Linked DNA regions of Zea mays: all the other regions are linked to region 1. A link is a contact called in public Hi-C data. All regions are on one chromosome and are shown on one strand. The core of a region is the stretch at or near the end of the contact, and the rest is flanking DNA. Distances in the headings are between cores, read along the strand shown.

Region 1 (4,999 bases), core at 1,034-3,533:
TACACATGTAAAGACAAAACATCAAGATGAATTTATTAAACATGATTAATTCATAATAAGTAAATGTTTATTTCACATTATATGCAAATTATGAACTAATTAGATTTAATAGATTTGTCGTACATTTTAGTCGTCATCTATGTATTTAGTTTTGTAATTGGACTATATTTAATATCTATAATTGATATTTAAATAGTCAATGTGATATAGACTAAACTTTATTCACATGAACCAAATACCTGTGTCACAGACAATCCTTGATTTGTAGTTTTGCTGCAATGCTCAAACATCGCCTGAGGTCCCCATATACAAAATAAAGAAAAGAAAAGAAAAATCTTAGTAGGCCGATGCTAGGCCGTGAGCGTGTGGTGTGGATCGCTGGCGGAAGAGTGTTGCCATGGCAGTCTTTTTAAGGATGTGTTTGGATTATTTCCTACTTTAGGTTTTCTTCGATGCAAGGGGTTAGTTCTATTTAATTTCGACTAGAAAGAATTTTAATCCACTCTAATTCTTTTTGATCTCCTTCGCAACAGAACATGTTGTTACCGTATTGCGAGTTCGGTTCTCTGGCCAGTAGCGCCTTGGAATCTATATGCTCTCCAGGATTTCCTTGCCATTATATGCTAACCAGTTCAGCTCTCTTGTGTAGACAAGGTTATATAGCTAGCCCTAAAAACCGTCTTCGGCCCGCATTTCGCTCGTATAGTCATCTAAAACATTATTTTGCACAGTTTTATATTATAGACTGCACTGTTCACATAGTGAAGTTTGAATATACTGCTAAAGGTAGCCTAATCTCCAGAGTTCGGACAAAAAAGCTTGGAACTTTCAAAATAGTTGTTTTTGTCCCATTTTTTTTCTTTGGCTGTCTATCTTCTAATCCGAGCAGCCACTTAGGCCATCTCCAGCAGCCCCGTGTAAACGACCGTACAAAATATACTATTTTGCACTGTTTATAGAGTGAAGTTTAAAATAGAAAATAAGATAGTGAGTCTACTGAAGATAGTTGGGCGTGGTGGGGTGGCCACCCTAGCTATCGGTAGTTGCCGTCGCCTGAGAGTTGAGACCCCTCCTTTACGTCAAGTTGCCGAGTGTTGAGTTTGGCATGCACCTTGTACCGACACCGCTACTTGGCGAGGAACACCGATGAGCATGGAGTGACAGAAGAAGGCTGATGCCTAGGCGTCCTTTGGTTCACCCAACCAGACCACGCAACAATGGCTTATTAATCGTCCCACAAAACACGAGTGGCCGGTTTCTTCCTCAATCGATCCATTTGTCATCCTCCACTTCTGTTTCCAATCCTTCGTTCTCGCATGAGGTAAGCAGTAGTTTTGGCACTATACCTTTACTCCTGTCTTGTTCGATTGCGTCTGAATCGAGATAGATTGAGAGAAATTAAATTTCCTTCTATTCAATTTTAACTAAAAAAAAATTTAAGTCTATAATTCTCTTTGACCTAAGCTCTTAGTGGATTTATAAGACCAACTTTTCTGAGAATCTAGTTATAAAGAGAATATGACTCTTGAGAGAATCTAAATATCGTTACGATTATGTGAGCAGAAATATAAATGTGTCTATAATGTTCATAATCTAGAAACTTTTTTTTAACCCGAGCTTCTACTTTTTAGGTGTTGTAGGAAGCTCTTTCAACATCTTTGTAACTAAACTAGCCGTTACAGCAGACCAACGGCCGGAAACGCGGCCATCGGCCATCAACGTGTCCAGCCCGGCGTGGGGCCGCTGCATAGGCAGCAACGAACACGCGTGGGTGCGCGATATCGCCATGTTCGTGTGCTTGCCGACGGGCGACGGTCACAATAATGGGTCGCTTTCCGGGCGGGTAGCCGAAGCAGCGAGGCGATGAGAATGATGGGCCCCCATAGCTCCACGGGATCATCGATCATCTCTTCTCCGTGTGGATGAGGACCACACAGATATTTTGCTCCTCCAACGACGTAGCCCTAAATTTTAGAACAAAGAAAATAAAATTTTGAGCTATATTTTTCTATAAAAGAATCCTTAGTTTTGGTCGAAACTTTTGTGTAGCTTTTGGATGAAATGCTCTCCTGGTCTGGAACCGGAAGTGCAAGAAATCCTGAGAAACTGCGGAGACAGGCAACGTGCTCATCCCGCCCGCGTGGACCACGTCCATCGGAGCACGAGAAAAACAACGTGCCTCCCCGGGCAGGTAACCTCACCGCCCCCGCCTGTCGCTGGCCTCGTCTCGTCCCCGTCACCCTCCACACGCATGACTCTCCCACCTCATTCGCTTGACCTCCCTTCCACTTAAACCACGCCAAAAACCAGCTCGCGATTCCTCCCACTGGCCTGAATCTGACCCGCATCGCCCGCCATCCCCACCGCCGCGCCTCTTCCGGGCAGCCATGGACGAGGCCTTCGCGCGCGCGGTGGAGGACGGCCTCAAGCTCACCAAGCGCCTCGTCCTGCCCAGCGGGGGCGGGATGCCGCCGCCGCCGCGCCCGCACCTGGCGATGGACCGCGACGACCCCGCCGCGGCGCTGCAGCAGCTCATGCCGGCGGCGCCCATGGCGTACGCCGTCGTCGTCGACCCGGCCGCCGTCGACAGCCCCGACGTGCCCAGCTACCAGCCCCACGTCTACGGCCGCCTCGACCCGCCCGCGCTCATCCCGCTCCAGATGCGGGAGGTCGAGCTCCGCGTCGACTGCGCCGCCGGCTGCGCCACCGCCGAGGTCGCCCTGCGCGCGCGCTGGTGGCTGCACTGCATCACGCGCAGCCGCGCGTGCCACTGCCGCATCGTCGTGCCCATGGCTCACCAGGTCCAGCATATGCACTCATCCTTACCTTGCCCTTTGCGTGTGCTCTGTTAGTTTTGGATATGGTTATTAGGCGTTTCAATGATTACAACATTCACTTGCATCCGCCGGCAGTCTGGTTCGTGTTAGGTGGATGGGCCCCCAATTAGCTGTCGCTTTGGACTATGCTCTCCGGGTTCCGCAAATCAGGACATAACCCGGTGTCATTACTCCGTATGTCTTTACTCCTGGCCTACATTTGGCTGGATCATGGCTGCCATTGCCCTGCCTTTCTGTTGCTAGTGGATTCCAGCATGGTTTTGGCACAAATTCTTTGCTTTCCGTGCTACAAGATAATTAACAAGAAAGTAGTATCCAAAGTAGCATCGGATTGAACTTGCAAAGGGATTGCTGTCTTCGTACACTTGTCCAACACAGACTTCCACTAACGGATTCTTTTGTGCACCGCGTTATTGTACAGTATTTGGAGAATTGCTTTACTAGAACCAATAATTATGTGCGGTTAAAAATGTGCGCCTTCAACTGTAATTCTGAGAGATGGAAGTGGCGTGAATTACTTTTTATTTTGCATTTGGAGCTTTGCTTTCTCCAGGCGAATTACTAAAACCAGTTCAGTTTATGACTGCATGTTATACATTTCTTCTGCATTCTGGTGTTGGCTGACAACCACTTCTATAGAACTTGAGAACCCTGCCTGATGAAGTTTTATTTCTTTCGTTTTTACTGCTGTTCTTGTGCTATTTCAGATGTTTGGAGTTTAGGAAGAAGCTCATTTTTTTGCCCCTGAACTATCATGAGAGTCCAATTTTGTTCCGAACTTATACCAGACAACTTTGCCCCTTCAACTGTTCAAACAGGGTGTTTTTGAATTTTGACTCTTAAGCTGTTTTAAAGCCAGTTTTTGCTGACATGGCATGTTTTTTTTTCTCGAAAAGCGTAGGAGAACTACGCCCCATTATATTAAAAGAGGAAGGATACAAAGGGCAGGAAGGCGCTCTGGGTACATGCACTCCTTACGGAGGCCAAGAACAGGAGTACATGAAAATATCCATGAAGGATCCAACCGCCCTAAATTATATGGCTAGGAGCAGCCAGAAAGGATAACCCCTTGGCTCCTGCAACCTGCCATGGCATGGGTTTTAAACATGCATATCTGTCCTGTTATCAGCTTGAAATAAATGAGAACCCAATTTTATGGCCAAAGTTGTCTGTTATTTGAGTCAGGGGCCCAAGATTTGCTTCTCATGATAGTTCAAGTGCCAGATAGAATTTCTTCCTTGAATTTAACAACTCTTTCTTTGTGGGTTAAATTTAGAAGCTTGATAATACTGACCATAAGAGAATGAATGTCATTTATATACCCATCAGTGTGCATAATGCATGGATTCTTTAATATCGAGACCTGTGTATGCCATGATTGTAAGCCCTTAATTACAAAGAAAATATATCTTTGCTACTGTATTTTTGTTGGCATTAATTTTAAATGCTTATACTATCTGAAATTATTTTTAGTGTGATTTTCTTCTGGCATCAATCTAAGGAAAGTTTCACTAATAGGGTTCAATTCTAGGCGCTGAGGTTACTGTTGGGAAAAGATCATACAATACTCATGTAATTGATACAGAGGATAACTGTTCAGTGAAGATTGCAATGCCCGAGAGTGGGGGTCTTTTAAAACAGGAATTTTTTTCCTTGACAATACCACAGGTATTTGCTGCGTACTTTCCAATTGGTGCCAAATACTATCATGTGAAATTTCAAGCTTCTATCAGCCACATTGGCTTTTGTTGATTAGTTTATTTCATATGTCAAGGTTGGAGGTGGAGAAGATATATTTGCCACAATCAGATGGTCACAAAAATTGCTATACGACAACGGACAATTTTCTGTCGAAGTACCATTTCGTTTCCCGCAGTTTGTGAACCCTTTGCCAAAGGTTTTCATGAAAAAGGAGAAAATACAGTTGATTGTGAATAGTGGTGTGACTAAGGAGATTTTATTGCAGGGAACAAGCCATCCCTTGAAGGTATTAAAGTATTTACTTTTTTTACTTCACAAGTCACAACATATGATTACCACTCAATCTTCTGTTGTGGTTTTAGGAAAAAAGTAGACAAGGTGAGAAGTTGTCTTTCCTGCATGAAGCAGTTGTTGAGAATTGGTCAACCAAAGATTTTACCTTCGCATATACTGTGAGTTAT
Region 2 (4,999 bases), core at 626-3,125, 180 kb before region 1:
AGCGGAGTTTCCTATGGCGCCTTTGGCAGGGCCTGACTGCCTGTCAGTCTCACTCTGTCAAGTGCACTGCAGTCGGAGTGGCGCAGGCGGCGCTGTCCTTCTGTCAGACCGGTCAGTGGAGCGGCAAAGTGACGGCGGTCACTTCGGCTCTGCCGGGGGGCGCGCGTCAGGATAAAGGTGTCAGGCCACCTTTGCGTTAAATGCTCCTGCGACTTGGTCGGTCGGTGCGGCGATTTAGTCAGGGTTGCTTCTTAGCGAAGGCAAGGCCTCGGGCGAGCCGGTGATGTGTCCGCCGTTAAAGGGGGGCCTCGGGCGAGACGGAAATCCCTCGGGGTCGGCTGCCCTTGTCCGAGGCTAGGCTCGGACGAGGCGTGATCGAGTCGCTCGTATGGACTGATCCCTGACTTAATCGCACCCATTAGGCCTCTGCAGCTTTATGCTGATGGGGGTTACCAGCTGAGAATTAGGCGTCTTGAGGGTACCCCTAATTATGGTCCCCGACAAATATATAGGGGCAGAATATAATGCTGTTGTGGTGTGTAATAATTTGGTGCATAGTGTGCAACAGTAGTTTCTGAGTATGTGTATCCGGTTTGTCATGTGATAAATCCAAACTGGCCGGTTGTGTTCGCTAATATTAGGGCACCACGCGGTGGTCCTGGTGCATCCTCGGACTGTCCGGCACGGAAAGACGGAGGGTCCGCGTAAGGGCCGGACTGTCCTGGCAAAAGCTCGGACGGTCCGACCGTGTCTAGGGGCGTCGATCTGTCAAGCAGGGACGACAGTGGTGGTATTTGCCCTGGATATTAGTTCATCGGCATACCATATAATGGTTGGGGCTGCGAATCCATATTTGTTGCCGATGTATTAGATATCGATATCCTATTACTAGTTTCATATGATGGAAAACTAGGAGCAATAGACTTCTCCAACGCACGTGTTAATTTTCTAATTGATTATTCTAACCCGCCAATATGTTGTTTCATTTGATTATGTTGCTGATCTACATAATGTTTAATAGATTGGATGTCGTGGGGTTTTCTTACGTTGGGGACTTGAAGCGAAGATAAAAGAGATGCAACGTCGGTCTCTCCATATTTGACAACCTTCTGCTGGCGATCCACCGTGTATTGTGACAAGAATTTCTCCTTCGCTTGACGCATGTAGTCTTCGTATTGAAGTTGTCCCTCAGCCGTCAGACTTTCAACAACCGACTTTAGGATATTGTCCGAGGAAATATCGATGTGATCTTTAGAACCGACCATTTGAGGCCTGATTTTAGTAGATACCGGTGTGTCTTGGTGTCGGTAGGCCGCCCGAGACGCCTCTAGTCGACGTAGAGCCGAAGAGAGGTGAAGGTTTGAGGTAGAGGATGCTAAACTTGGGCTAAACTAGAGTTACTTCTAATGTATAAAGTAAAAACGATAAGTATAATTGATTGGATCGATTTTAGGGGTTTTATCGGTCGTAGCCCTTCATCTATATAAAGAGGGAGGTTTGTACCCGTTACAAGTCGGTTCCCGAGTCAATTCCGCAGGTTTAGCTAACAAATCTTGCAAGAAATCCGAAGCCATAATCGATTCTGCGCTGCTACGACGGATAGTCCGAACCGCGGGCCTGGACTGTCCACAAGGATATTTTCAGTGTTCAACAAATCGGATGGGTTTTTTTTATCCGTGTGCGCATCTCTATTTTTTTTTTTTTGAACAACATGAAAGCTAGCTACTATGTATCGGCAGCCAAAAAGGAAAAAAAAAAGTGTTGTGAAATTGAGGAAAAGACAGGAAGAAAGGAAATCGAAGCATAGGAAAACTGGAAATCCACGGCTGGGAGGGCCGGTGGGGCGCACATATGCATGCGATCGAGGCGTTGAGCTGTCAAGTCAGCGGTCAGCGCGGCGATATGTCTTCTGTCTGCTGTGGACTGGAACGGAAAGCCGATCGGCTCAACCAACGCGCCATCCATTTTACTCGGCATGGTTTTGGTTGGTAGGTAGCTATGCTTCACCGCGGGCCGAGCCGGCCTCTACAAATACTCATCCATGTGCTTCTCATTTCCTCGGCCACCACCACCACACAACACCCACACGCGCGCCGCGCCTACTCGACGACCTAGATAGCTGCTAGCGAGCCTGTCCATCGATCGGCCTCGTGCTTGAGCTCAAACCTGTTGCATGGTGTGCGTGCGTGGCATAGATAGATAGACAGATCGACGATGGCGAGGTCATCCAACAAGAAGAAGTCGCAGCAGCTGAAGCAGAAGCCGGTGTCGGCGTGGCAGTTCCTGTTCCGCGGGTGCCTGGGCGGGGCCGCGTCCGGGAGCAGGCGGCGGAAGAACAAGGTCCAGCCGCGGTCGTCCACGCAGCAGGGGCGGGCGGCGCCGCCGTCCCCCGCGCCGTCGTCGTCGACGGGGCTGCAGCACCAGCGGCTGTCGCTGACGGACGTGATGAGCACGGCGTCGGACCAGGACCTGTCGGTGTCGCTGGCCGGGTCGAACCTGCATGTGTTCACGGTGGGGGAGCTGAAGGCTGCGACGCAGGGGTTCGTGGACAGCAACTTCCTGGGCGAGGGCGGGTTCGGCCCCGTGTACAGGGGCGCCGTGGCCGAGGGCGCCAAGCCGGGGCTCCGCTCGCAGCAGATCGCCGTCAAGCTGTGGGACCCCGAGGGCACGCAGGGCCACAAGGAGTGGCTGTCGGAGGTCATCTTCCTGGGCCAGCTGCGCCACCCCAACCTCGTCAGGCTCGTCGGCTACTGCAGCGAGGAGGAGCACCGCCTGCTGGTCTACGAGTACATGCCTAAGGGGAGCCTCGAGAACCACCTCTTCAAGAGTGAGTAGTATTACCACGCCCCATCCATCGTCACCTACTCTCAGCAAATTTTATCATTTCCTGTTCAATTTGTCAAACGCGATGGGTGCAATCCATCATCCAGTTCGTTCGTACGACGTGCTCCAGCTAGCCCGCACTAACAACTACAAGTCGTCAACTGATGGTTGGATTAGCATTAGCTAGAGGTGTGGTACACGGCCAAATAAACACTGTTCATTTGAAAGGGCTATCTAGCTAGGAGGGAGTCCGAGCTGGTGGTTGACCGCAACGTTGCATTAAACTGTTGATCCTGTTATGATTTATATGAGTTTGGTCAAAATTGTTAGAGAGATCTGGCTTAAAACAAATGCAAAATGCCATAATTTAAGGATGAATATAATACACAAAAAAAAAACAATCCACTATGTATATGAGCGCGCGCTTGCATTTGGCTGCTGTTATTTAGAATATTCTAAACTTAGGTTTAGACCTTAGTTTTTTAAACCATAATATTTTAAACTGTAGTATTGTCTTGATTAAATTATAATGTAATATTTCAAAAACTATGGTTTTCCAAAACGTTGTTCACGAACAGGGCCTTATGCATATATGCATGCATGCTATCCGGGGACGGGGATGTTGAAAGTTGACAAGCAATGGTATATACTGCAGCTAGCAATCATACTGAATACAATGAATCAATATCGTTAATTACGTATTTGTTTTTATTTGTTAATGCTGAATGGTGCGTGCTTGTCTCTTCTAACTATCATCCGAACGACATCCATGCATCTGTAGTACTATATGTAAATTTAAAATGATTATATTGAACCATGCATGCTTGTAGAATTCATGTTGGTTCATTATATATCTCCAACGGTTTTGTGCTTATGTCCGACGGCTTTGATCCTAGGACTAGAACATTTCGAGCTTTTTTGGTTTACTGCATAACTTGTCACACTTTGCCTAACTTTTCTAACTAAGGTTAGTTCTTCAATTCGGACGACTAACCTTAGGCAAAGTGTGACACAGTTAGCCGTGAACCAAACATGCCCTTCATCTCTTACTGTTGTGATATACACATATTTTTTTATTATGCATGCCATAACAATTAATTAAACGATCTTTATCTTTTGACGTACGTTCTGCAGAGTTCCCGCCCGTTCTGTCGTGGGCAACGCGTCTCAACATCGCGGTGGGCGCCGCCAAGGGGCTCGCCTTTCTTCACGACGCCGAGAAGCCCGTCATCTACCGCGACTTCAAGACATCCAACATTTTGCTCGACCCGGTACGTAATCAATATATATATATAGTATTATATATTCACCTAATACAATTCAGCTAGTTTAGGCCATGTTTGGTTTCTTTAGTCTAGGGACTAAAGTTTAGTAATTAGTGGACTAAAGTTTAGTCCCTAACATGTTTGGTTCTAAAGGCTAAAAATAGTAATAATATATTAAATGACTCATAAGAAGACTAAAATGGCCTTTAACATTCTTCTACTATTAGTACAATTGAACTAAATGAGTGGTAAATGTGGAATTGATATAGTTTAGTCCTTTTTAGCACATATAAAGACTAAATCATTTTAGCCCATATTTTAGTCCTAGTGTTTGGCAAAAAAAGGACTAAATGAGCCTAAAAACTAGAGACTAATCTTTAGTCCCTCTAACCAAACACTCTCTTAGTCGCTATCTGCTAATAATCTCTTCTCTTCACACAAGCCGACCAAAAAACTTTTTAGAGAGAGAGAGAGACCCTAGCTAGCTAGCTAGTTCTAAGCACTGACCACTGACTCGAGTGGGTTGACTTGGCATGGAATAACGCAACAAACCCTTTGTTGATGCGTGCGTGGCGCTAGTTGACTTTCATCGCCCGTTCCTACTACTAGTAAACCCTTTTTGTTACCAGCGCCGCAGCGCGCTACGGAATCGTTAATCTTTTCCGCTGCGGCGGCGGCGTCACACTCACATGCATGTGGCTGTGTGGGAGGGCGGACAGAATCAGAGCCCATTTTATTTTTCTTTCTTTCCTTCCCACCGCACAATTCATCGTTCGATGCTTCCTTTTCATACTACTCCTCTTTGTTCCTGCAAAAAAAAGTAGTAAATGAAAAGGGGAAACCCATGGAAAGTCTCGATCGTAGACAAAATAAAAGAGAGAGCCCTTTCTTGAATTTCGGCCGATTCGGTG
Region 3 (4,999 bases), core at 1,290-3,789, 140 kb before region 1:
TGTCACTTGTGCATCTTTCTATCGTGATTATTTTTTTCTTCCATAGAGTTCTCACTTATTCACTTACGCTTTTGTTCCTAAGTTCAATACATATTCTAAAGAAACGGTCAATTGGAGAGTTCTCTTCTCTGTATTCATATCACCTTGATTCTAATTTGATACTCTTTAACCATTTAAAGACTTGTTCCCCTTATTATAACGCGCTCTCGGGCCTTTTGGACTTCTTCCCCTTATTATAAAGCACTCACTGAACATCCAACAACGCCGAGACATCGAATTCAAGCCTTTGCTTTAGTAGATTGAGATTTGGGCACTTGTTTTGAGTTGTAACTCCGTTATGTTGTCTTTGTGCTCCTCTCTCTCGCTTTGTGTGCGTGAGTCAGTGCAAGTTTGTCTCGTGTGTGTGGTTCTATTCCCTCCCTTAACTCTTGCGGTTTAATTGTGATCAATTGTGTAAGGGTGAGAGACTCAAAATTGTTGAGATTCCTCACAAAGGGAAAAAACTTGAGATAAGGAAGAAAAGTGTGGTACCCAAGTTTGATCTTTGGATCACTTGAGAGGGGTTGAGTGCAATGCAACCCTTGACCGAAGGAGGTCACCACAATATGAAGTAGGCATTGACCGAACCATGGGATATAATCACCGTGTCACCTGTGCATCTTTCTATCGTGGTTATTTTTTCTTCCATGAAGTTCTCACTTATTCACTTGCGCTTTTGTTCCTAAGTTGAATATATATGCTAAAGGAACAATCAAGTGGAGAGTTCTTTTCTCTTTCATATCAGCTTGAATTTTAACCATTTAAAGACTTCTTCTCCTTAGGCCATGTACAGTGGTGTTTAATGTGGAGGCTCTTAAGGTGTTTAAGGGGGTTATTTGCAAAAAAATCTTAGAGCCATCTCTCCGTGAAGAGACGCCTCTGGCTCGTAAACCAAGTAGCAACAGACGCCTCACTTTTCACTGTATGAATTTGTCCTCTGTTCTATCGATCTGATGCTATACAAATACATTTAATTATGTATTTATTAATAGACTACGTTTATAGACACTCCATTGTACAATAGAGTCTCTTAGGCCTTGTTCGTTTACATCGGATTGTACCCGGAATCGTTCCGGCTAATCAAAGTTTATATAAATTAGAGAAGTAATCCGGCTCGAAATCGTTCCGACCCACCAATCCGACACAAACGAACAAGGTCTTAGTTATCTCCTGTGCTTGGAGAACCGGTTTGGTGTCTCTCCACTGTACATGTCCCTTGTAACGCGCTCTGGAGCCTTTTGGACTTCGCGATGTCGTATATTAATTTGAACATATATATATATATACTACCCCGTGAAAAGAAGACTGTAGGATTAATAAATATGACTTTCTACTTGTCCTCAAAACACTACCCCCGTTTGGATTGACTGAGCTGAGCACGTACGGATTCTTGACATCTCGAATCTCAGGGCATTCCAACGGGCGCTAATAAGGTTGTAGGCGACGCACGGCTGTGGGAACATATGATTGCTGCAATGAAGCGTGTGATGACAAACCATCTCCGAGGTCCAGGGGGGCAGGGCAGGGCATAGCATAGCATAGCTAGGGGAGAAGCACGTGTAGCAGCGCGACAGACGAGAGAGCAGATAGCAGAGAGCACGCATGAGTAGAGTAGCGGCCTGGAGCTAGCTACAGTAGGAGTAGTAGTGTATATGCTTGCTAGCTCCTCCGCATCGTCGCGGATGGACCCACCCAGACCCAGCGGCGAGGCCTGGACGGGTGGCTGGATCCCTCCCTCTGTCTCTCTCTGAGACTGTGCCCGTCTCTAGATCCGGCCCCGACAATCTTTCAAGCCCCGGCCACGGCCAGTCTCTCTCCTCTGCTGTCACACCCCTTCTCTCTCTTTCTCTTCCCCCCGGCCCTCCCTCATGCATATGCATGGTACTCGCATTAGATTCTACTCCTAGCTCACTCGTCAGCAGTCTCGTCTCAGATTCAGCCAGTGGTGGCGGACTGGCGGCCTAGCTAGCTAGCTATAGCTGCGCGTTGCGAGCTTGCATTGCTGCACCGGAGTAGTAGTACTAGTACCGTACTACCATCTCTTTCTCTCTCTCTCGCAGCACAGCCACAGCAACACTAGGGTATACTACCCGGAAAGAGAGAAACGAAGGCTTGGCTGCCGCTGTCTCTCTCTTCTCTCTCTATTCTCTCTCTCTCCCCTCCATCATTGATCATTGCCGCCCGAAACGGCAACCCGCCACCATCCCACTGCACGCTGCAGCTCGCCCCGTCCTCCTCCTCCTCATCCTCCTCTCCCCCTTCCCCACCCCCATGTGCTGGCCTGCAGCAGCTCGCTCCACTACCGCCATTTAATCCTCCTCGCGCTCGCTCGCTGCTGCTGCGCCTCTAGCCTAGTAGGCTCTCTGCCTCCCATCATTCGATTCCTTTGCACTTGCTGTGCTGGCTTTGCTTGCTCTTGCTCTCCCCTCGCCAGCAATAAGCTCGGCCCCATTCCGCTTCTGCCATCAAGCCCTTGCCGCGCGCGCACCCGCGCACTACGTATAACCAGCTAGAGTAGCTTGGTAGCTAGGCTCGGCTCGCTAGCGAGCTCGTCGATCCAATCCATCGCTCGTTCGTCCACTATAACAATCGACGACGTGTACGATGGCAGCTGCGGCGGCGCCGAGGCCCAAGTCGCCGCCTGCCTCGCCGGACCCCTGCGGCCGCCACCGCCTCCAGCTCGCCGTCGACGCGCTCCACCGGGAGATCGGCTTCCTCGAGGTACACTACAGTACGCATTAATTAATAAATACTAATATATAAACCTCACCTGCACATGCTCGCATACCACCACCTCTCATATCACTCCATCATCGATTACGCTGCACTGCTCGGCCGTCTTCCCGACTGCCGGGCCTTTCCGCATTTTAATTTGCATGCATCACCTATATGACACCATATCTTATGAGCAAGGAGCCCTGCTGCTCCCATGAGCAAAATCAATCCAGACCACACCCTCCACATCCAACGGTGCTGCGTCAGGGGGGTTTTTGTAAAATGTTCAGAGTTGTAAAGAACATTTTACAAAACCCCCTGACACAGCACCGTTGGATGTGGAGGTTGTGGTCTGGATTAATTTTGCTCATGGGAGCACCAACGCTCCTTGCGCACAAGATACGTTCTCTATATGTTCCTTGCTGCTGAGTCAGATGCGCTTCCCTTTCTCTCTCTGTACTGAAAATGCAATCGCATGCGTACGTGCAGACTGCACAAACAAAGGATGACGAATTGAGGATAACGAAATTGAAATTACCAGTTGCGCTAGCTCTGGTTGGTGGTTCTCGCTCGATCCGGCCGGCCGCGAGAGAAACTGAAACGCTAGCGCTAGCTAGCACTAGCAGCAGTGGGGCGATTCATGAGACCGTTACCTTGAAAGCTAGCTTAGTAGTTCTTTAATCCTCTGGGCTTGCTGGTTTATTAGTTTAGGCCTCCGGGCACGTGCGGACCCGTACGTACGTACCATGGATTTGCGCGCGTGTCAAGGCTCAACACTCTGCGCTTTATATTCGTTTTGCCTACCATTTCCCACGACTACTTACTCCGTCGTCTCCGTCTCTCTACTCTATTTAGCTAGCTTGGATTCTTCTTTGTCTTCTGCCTGCCGCTGATACTACTTCTCTCTCTCTCTCTCTCAAGAATCAAAGCACTACTACTACTGCTGATTCAGTTCTGTTCTATATATCTAGCTACTAGCTAGGGTTTAAGGGATCTAGGATCTCTACATGTACAAGAAGATACAAGGCCGGCGGCCCACGCTTTGATTATTGGTGTCACACTGTCACATATGCATCTCCTAGTCCTAAATACTCCTCTCGTATGGCATGCATGCATGGCTTTTAATACACTATCCGTATGATCGATTACCCGCACCATCTCATCTTATATCACCGCATTTGTTGATTTTACTTAAGATTATGTTTGGTTGTTTGTATGTGTGAGTCACGGCCTGCATAGGTGGATGCAAAATAAGCCATTTTGATGTTACTAAACTGCATCCACCCATACGCTCAAAATTATCGTATCTAGCCAGTCAGGACGGTGTCAGCCTGCGCATGGACGTGCATCCATCCAATCAGGCTGTATAATACATCACCTAACCGCCTTATCTAGGTACTCTAGTATCCACGTGTATTAAGATGAATCGAGATGTGAATTAGTTTAATTTATACCCCCGCCCCCAATCCACCCCCAATACATATGGATTGGGGTGAACACTATAGTACCCAAACAAAGCTGTAGGCGTAAGTGCACACCTTGCATTGCTGGCTACACCGGCGCACACTACACTATAGTAGCAGGCGCGTGTAGTATATGCTAAAACATATTCCCTTCATTTTTTATTTTGTCATGGCTTAGTTCAAAAATAAACTAGCTTACGATAAATATTCAAGAACGGAGCTAGTATATATTTAAACAGCCTAAATCAAGGCTTCCTTTAGCTCATCAATGAAAAACTCCGTGCAACCTGCCCTTTGCTAACTTTATTGTTTTAATGTATTATTATTATTGTTGTTGTTGTTGTTGTTATTATTATTATTATTATTATTATTATTATTATTATTATTATTATTATTATTATTATTATTATTATTACTACTATTATTATTATTATCTGAAACATAGTCAGCAGGGCATACGCGACATAAAGTTGCTTCTGATCTGATGGTATAGGGAACGCTCCACATTTGCAACTACTCATGCTGTCCAGCAGCCTGCTCACTAGCTCAGAGCTATGTCAGCTACCCAAGCAATAAAATACTCCTGAAAACATACGTTAATTAAACACTATTTACTGCCCGATGAGCATGCAGAAACACAGCTAGCCCTGCGTTGCCATCGGTGTACTGCATATATGGCAGAGTTATTAATTAATCTAAACCGACAAATTCATTTAGCTCTCCGCAACGTACTGATGATGTTCTACAACATACTCATGCATGACCTTACTGGCTACTGCACC

Evidence for each region. A called contact is a pair of places that touch in the nucleus more often than the background predicts.
Region 2: a Hi-C map of tassel shows a contact between it and region 1, with 3 times the contacts expected there. The contact joins the promoter of LOC103636168 here to the promoter of LOC100273621 in region 1. A contact is called at or near these places in 2 of 25 Hi-C or Micro-C datasets (ear and tassel).
Region 3: a contact with region 1 is called in a Hi-C map of ear, with 3 times the contacts expected there. The contact joins the promoter of LOC100277439 here to the promoter of LOC100273621 in region 1. A contact is called at or near these places in 10 of 25 Hi-C or Micro-C datasets (bundle sheath, ear, endosperm and 3 more) and 1 of 3 datasets of contacts at active chromatin or transcription factors (leaf).

What each region holds. Positions count from the first base shown.
Region 1 is chr1:71,110,411-71,115,409 of Zm-B73-REFERENCE-NAM-5.0, reverse strand. LOC100273621 (inter-alpha-trypsin inhibitor heavy chain-related) reads left to right here and starts at 2,283. Exons shown (of 13, transcript NM_001360282.1): 1 at 2,283-2,801; 2 at 4,356-4,505; 3 at 4,612-4,824; 4 at 4,901-4,990. The coding sequence starts at 2,388.
Region 2 is chr1:71,293,686-71,298,684 of Zm-B73-REFERENCE-NAM-5.0, reverse strand. It overlaps LOC103636168 (serine/threonine-protein kinase), which reads left to right and starts at 1,875. Exons shown (of 3, transcript XM_008658520.4): 1 at 1,875-2,827; 2 at 3,958-4,094. The coding sequence starts at 2,215.
Region 3 is chr1:71,248,778-71,253,776 of Zm-B73-REFERENCE-NAM-5.0, reverse strand. It overlaps LOC100277439, which reads left to right and starts at 2,539. Exons shown (of 5, transcript NM_001367324.1): 1 at 2,539-2,760. The coding sequence starts at 2,644.